2 separate regions of the Anas platyrhynchos genome follow, and region 2 is linked to region 1. The links are chromatin contacts, called in public Hi-C maps. All regions are on one chromosome and are shown on one strand. The core of a region is the stretch at or near the end of the contact, and the rest is flanking DNA. Distances in the headings are between cores, read along the strand shown. Region 1 overlaps LOC110353382 (a long non-coding RNA gene). Region 2 has its middle 18 kb from the start of UBASH3B.

The links. A called contact is a pair of places that touch in the nucleus more often than the background predicts.
Region 2: a contact with region 1 is called in a Hi-C map of skeletal muscle, with 4 times the contacts expected there. The contact joins two enhancer-like sites. A contact is called at or near these places in 4 of 8 Hi-C or Micro-C datasets (liver, skeletal muscle and subcutaneous adipose tissue).

The regions. Positions count from the first base shown.
Region 1 is chr25:7,157,082-7,159,781 of IASCAAS_PekinDuck_T2T, reverse strand. All of the region lies in intron 16 of LOC110353382 (a long non-coding RNA gene), which reads left to right. Among named protein-coding and RNA genes, the nearest start is that of SORL1, 51 kb to the right of the region's middle. Within about 2 kb of position 1,406, at least 4 of the 8 cell types and tissues checked have an H3K27ac peak or open chromatin away from gene starts, as enhancers often do.
Region 2 is chr25:7,452,940-7,455,658 of IASCAAS_PekinDuck_T2T, reverse strand. No RefSeq gene overlaps it. Among named protein-coding and RNA genes, the nearest start is that of UBASH3B, 18 kb to the left of the region's middle. Within about 2 kb of position 1,443, at least 3 of the 8 cell types and tissues checked have an H3K27ac peak or open chromatin away from gene starts, as enhancers often do.

The DNA.
Region 1 (2,700 bases), core at 157-2,656:
CGGTGCTAGAGACCTCCAAGAGGGCTGGGAGCATATTGCAGTGACTTCCAACCTCCGCGCAGCTCTTTGTGCCAGTGGTGCATTATCTGTGGCTTTTCTTCTTTTTCTTCTCCTGCTTTCTTTAAAAAGCCATAAAACAGCAAGTACTGTTCAGTGATTAAGATTATTTGGGTTCACTTCAGTCCTGGCATGGTGCTAATAAAAAATAAAAATAATTAAAAAAAAAAAACAAAAACGTTAAAGGGTTTGTTCTCTCATTTGCAGAAGAAGCCGTCTCACTATGGGAATGAACAATTAACAACATTTAAATGAGCTGAACTTAGTCCTTTTCTTCCATTGTCTTTGTGCCTTTGAATCATCTGGAATTGGATTTTCTCTGCTGTATATTTTCCGGTGCGCTAAAATGTTTTACATAAATTGCAGACTGGTCCTGAGCTGTAACCCCCTCATCCCCGTGTCCCACGGCTCCTCTAAAAATTAGCAATTGTTGCAGTTAATCACCTGGAGCTGCTGTATGATTGCAATCTTTGCTGATCACGATTTTTTCGCTGCCATTTTTTTTTTTTTTTCCTCCCCCTAAAGAAAATACAGTGCAGAGACAGGGAGGGCGTTCTCTCCCCGGTTCCGTATCTGCAGGCATTTCTGCCTTCATTAATTAAAAATGATAGCAGGGAAGGCAAGCGAAAGGTTTTGATCTTTGCGTCGAGAAGCAGCGTGCAGCCTCCGCTAAACCCTTTCAGCGACGGATTTCGGTGTTCCTTTTGCACGCCGCAGCCTCGGAGGGCTGTCTGTATCCGAAAATATTGCCTCCCTCCCCGGGAAAAGCACAATGCATTGGAGGAGATAGGGAGTAAAGGGATAGAGAAAATATTGCACGGGGGTTTGTGTCCATCTCACGCGGGCTGTCGGAGGTATTCCCATCAGTTTGCTTTATTGAGGTGGCGAAGAGAGAAGTGGAGATGTGATGCTGAGCAGTTTGGGGGGATTTACAAGGGATTTTGGGGTTGGGGGTGGATTTGGGGTTTGTCTTTCGGTCGCAGCAGGACCGGTGATGGGCAGCATGGCACTGGGAGAGGTTGGAGGGGCAGAGGGATGAAACGCAATTCCTGCAGGCTGTTAACCTCCATCCCCGGCTCGGGAAAAAGGGGAGAAGAGAAGCGCGGGCGGCGTTTCGCGTGGTGTAGCTTTAAGAACCGAGACTGAAACACCTCAAATGAACTCTGCAGCAGACAGCTGAAAAAAAAAAAAAAAAAAAAAAAAAAAAAAAAAGAGAGCGGGCCTGGCCCCGCTGCCTTCCTATTCTTCATGATGTCATTTTTCAGGTGTCAGTTTGCCGGAGCGAGATTGGAACAGGCCTTGTTGCTAGGACATGAATGGGGAAGGCGCTGCCCATTGGCTGCCGGGGATTTCTCGGGCAGCCAAAGAGGAGGGAGCAGTCGGCATAGAAATGAGGAGCAGAGGCGCCGCTGGCCGGGACAATTAATGTGGTTGCGGTGTCGGAGCAAATTGTGGCGCAGAGCACTGCGCGCGGGCAATTAGACCCAAAATCTTCCCCCGTGCAGGCTGCCCTAATGGGTCGGAGGCAATTAGCAGCCGTGCTGCCTTCTGCTTGAGTTGGCAGGTCGGAGCAGGGCCGGTTTTCCTCTCGGACAACGTAGGTTATAGCAGGTTTTGATTACCTTCTGCCTGCAGAAATACAACAGGTAGAACCGATTTCCTCTGGTTGTGCTGATTATTGCCATCTAGGTCCATGGTGTGCAGAGAACGAGGTACCACCACGCTGTGATGAGTGCCCGTAGGAGGAAGGAGAGGAGCGGGGCCAGTGGCTGGTGGAAAGGTTCACCTCGTGCTGTATCCCCCACAAAGGCAAGGAGCCGGCGGGATCCTGCTCCCTGCAAACACCTCCAAGCAGAAAGTACCACTTCAGAAAGCCCAACCGAGTCCGATTGTGGTATTTCAGCCCCCCGCTATAAAAAACATTCCTATTTCAGTTGTTAGAAGTGCTTGCCTGATGGTGGAGCAGGTTTGCCTGCCCATCACCCTGACCATCATCCCAGCCCACCCCGTCTGTTACCCCTGCATGGAGAGGGCACCGATTTGTGGCTTCATGGGGGTCACCGTGGTGGTTCTGCAGAGCCCACGGGGAAGTCGATGCCACCAAAGGCAGCATGCGTTGTGCTTCAGATGGGGCTGGAAGCTGTGGGGTTTTGCCATCAGCCCCCTTGCACTGCACACAGGACAGTGCCCTGTGCCACCGCACCAAGTGTTCCTGCCCTCAAGCCGGCTACGAGACCAGCCATTTTATTTATACCAGCCTGGGAGCACTAATTCCAGTTTCAGAGCATTTGCATTTGTGGCGCATGCCCAAAAAGTAGTAAAAAAGGAGAAAAAAAAAAAAAAAGATTTTTTTCCCTAAAATTTCTATGTAAGCGGAGTTTATCCTAAAAGCAGTCAGTTTAACCATTTCAGCTCCTCTCCCCAGAGCAGAAGTAAGGTATTTTCAGTGGGTTTCCCCAGGGGATGATGCACTCATTGGGCTGTCCTGTGGCCATGCACAGGCAGACACACACCAGGCTCCCCCTGCAGTGCCCCTCGTCCCGTCCTCATCCGTTCCCCTGAGCAGAGCCCGTGGGGCCGCTTGGCTTGGGAAACGTTCGTGTGCAGTTTCACCACTCTAAAATAAATGAATTTCCATCTAAG
Region 2 (2,719 bases), core at 194-2,693, 300 kb before region 1:
ATGGCTTCACCCTGGGAAGTTCTGGGAAGGCTGATAGCTGTTGGGGAATGAGCCTGTGAAACACATGGGGCTGGCTGGACCACCAAAAGGCTGTGATCGAACACCTCCAGCCTCTGCGGGGAAGCTGGTCACAGACCTCCGATGAGAGGTGACCAAATGAGGTCTTTTTGCAGCTGCTTTAAGGAACTTTCTGGTGTGACAAGTGTGTGTAACCTAGTTTTTAATTCCCTTGGTATGGGAAAGTTTCTGTGCCCAGGCAGAAGGCCCGGAAGGGTTATGCATCATTTAAAACCCAGTGTTTGAAATGAGGGGCGGGCAGGGAGTGGAGATGTAGGTTTATAATTCTCAGCTCAGCAGGAGCCACTGCTCTGTACAGGGCCAAAAACCCAACTGATGAACAGCTTCTGGCATGGGCAGCAGTTCTTGGTTCCTCCAATCTCCCACTGGCACAGCAGAGGAAGACTTTCCCTATGGCAGGTTATGGCTATCGGCCAAGTGTATCTCCGTACAGCTTCCAAGGTGGACCTGCAGGGCCTTGGGACGTTTTGGGGTCATCCAGATCTATCAGACAGATTTAACTTTGCTCTGTGAGCCCCTGCTGATTTCTCATTGTCATCCAGGATGCAGCTGGAGCTCACTATTAAAGGCTCCTAACATCAGGCTTTTTTTTTCTTTCTTTTTTTTTTTTTTTCAGAAGCTCCTCAAATATTTGAAACCAGCCAGGAACAACAACAAGTTTCTGCCGATACCTGGAGGCAGTAGGCTCTGTGGATAGTCAAACTGTTCTTGGGAACGTGTGAGGCTCCCAGGAGCGAGGCGGTGCAGGGTTAGGGGCTGCTGAGCATCCCTGGTGGTACCCAGGGGGTGGCTGAGGCTGCCATCAGCTGCTTCTGCCCAGCTCAGCTGTGTAGATAGGCTTACCCCTGTCCTGAAGGGGGAAATCCAATGAGGATCTGCTGTCTCCTTCCTCCTGCAAGGTTATCACAGAAGGAACCACATGATGGAAGCTGTCTCAGCACCTGGGAGCTGTGATAAGAGCCCGAACACGCTGCCTCCCCGCTCTGCTGTGCAGGAGGGTGGTGTCTGCGGGAGTGATTGTACATCCTATGGTGGTTGTATTACGACTGTACACTTTATGGGAATGATTGTACATCCTGGTTGGACCTCTTCTGACCCAGGCACGGACCAGTTTTATCTCCTGAAGGAAGCTTTTGTCTTGGGACTGATGCCAGGAGTGGAGTGAAGGCCAAGCCGCCCCTTCACCCTCGGGCACCCCGCGGACAAAGGGAGCAGAGGGGTGCGCACAGGGGGGATTTGCTGTGCCCCTTTGCTCGGATTTATCAAATAGATAATGTCAGTGGTCACCTGGCAGGAAGGGGAGAGGGGAAGAGGCCCCTGCTCGCTGCTCTTGGCAGCTTGAGGAGGGAGCAGCAGCCACACGAGGTCAGTGTTGCACTGTGCATGGGGAGCCCGCCTGGCCTTGGAGGAAAACTTGACCCAGAAGGGAGGGTTCATTCGGCTTGGGCCCTTTCGGCCTCGTTTGCCACCCTGGCTGGCTTCTCTGAGCAGCAAAACCCGGTGCTAATGAGGAATACCCCCCTGGGAGGAGCAGGGGGGGTTTAACAAGTGTGGGAGAAGAGCTGAGTTTGGGGAGGCTGGGGGGGCTCATGCCCAAATCTGCCAACAATCTGCAGCCTGTCCCCTCCACCCCACGGCTTGTTTTGGCCCCAAAATCCCCTCACAGCCCCAGGTAGGTGGAGGTGAGGTGGTTTGCAGACAGGGACCAGCTGGAGCAGAGGGCACCCAACGCATGGGTGGCCTCCAGCTCCCAAGCCTGAAGGGCATCGGTGCCTCAGCCCGGCTCCTCCACCTGCATTTCATCCTCCTGGGGTGCTCCAGGGACAGGTCGGTGCTGGAGATGTGAGGGAAGGATTCTTGCACAGCTACCGTCGGGGTTATGTCTGGCTGCCGATGGTGGATTTGGATTCCAGGAGCATTTGGCCACTGCCTCCCCCGGGGCTCGGGTCCTGCACTGGGCTCCAAGGCTCGGTCCCAGGGAGCTGTGGCTGTGTTTGATGTGGTGGCAGCGCTTCCAGGGGACGACCGGGACAACGCCAAGTGAAGCTGGGATGTTCTCCAGTAGGCTCTGTGGTGCCTTCATTAAAAACAGACAGATAAACAAACGAATTGCAGCCCATTAGGAGCGTGTCCTTCAGTTCCTCTTCAAACGGCTTTATGCTGTCTTAAAAAGCCTTAAGTAAGGGCCCGGCCTCCTGAGTCTTGGCTGTAAACCGCTGGATTTAGGCTTTCCTTGTGCCTCTAGGTCCGTTGCCTTTGCTGTCTTCTAGCTGTCTGATGTGAGCTTTTCATTTGCTTGGCTTTTCCTGGTGAGAGGCTTCAGAACAAGATTCCTTGTGTGCAGTCTTTGATGTTGCACCACAAAGAATCGCCCCTTTTTCCTAATGCTCCGCTGAACCCCCATTTAAAAAAAAAAAAAAAGAAATTTAATGTATCTGGGCTGGGAGGAAGTGGGGTGACCCATGGAAATAGTTTTTGTGTCAGTTACAAAGGCTCAGATGCTACGGTGATGGGTTCAGCGAAAAGACCTGAACCCATTCAGACGGGGCTGAGCTGGGAAGTCTTTGCATTGCACCGCCTGAAAGGCAGAGGAGATGCAGTCAGGGATATAAAGGCATCCCTGCCAAGCTGGGCTAACACA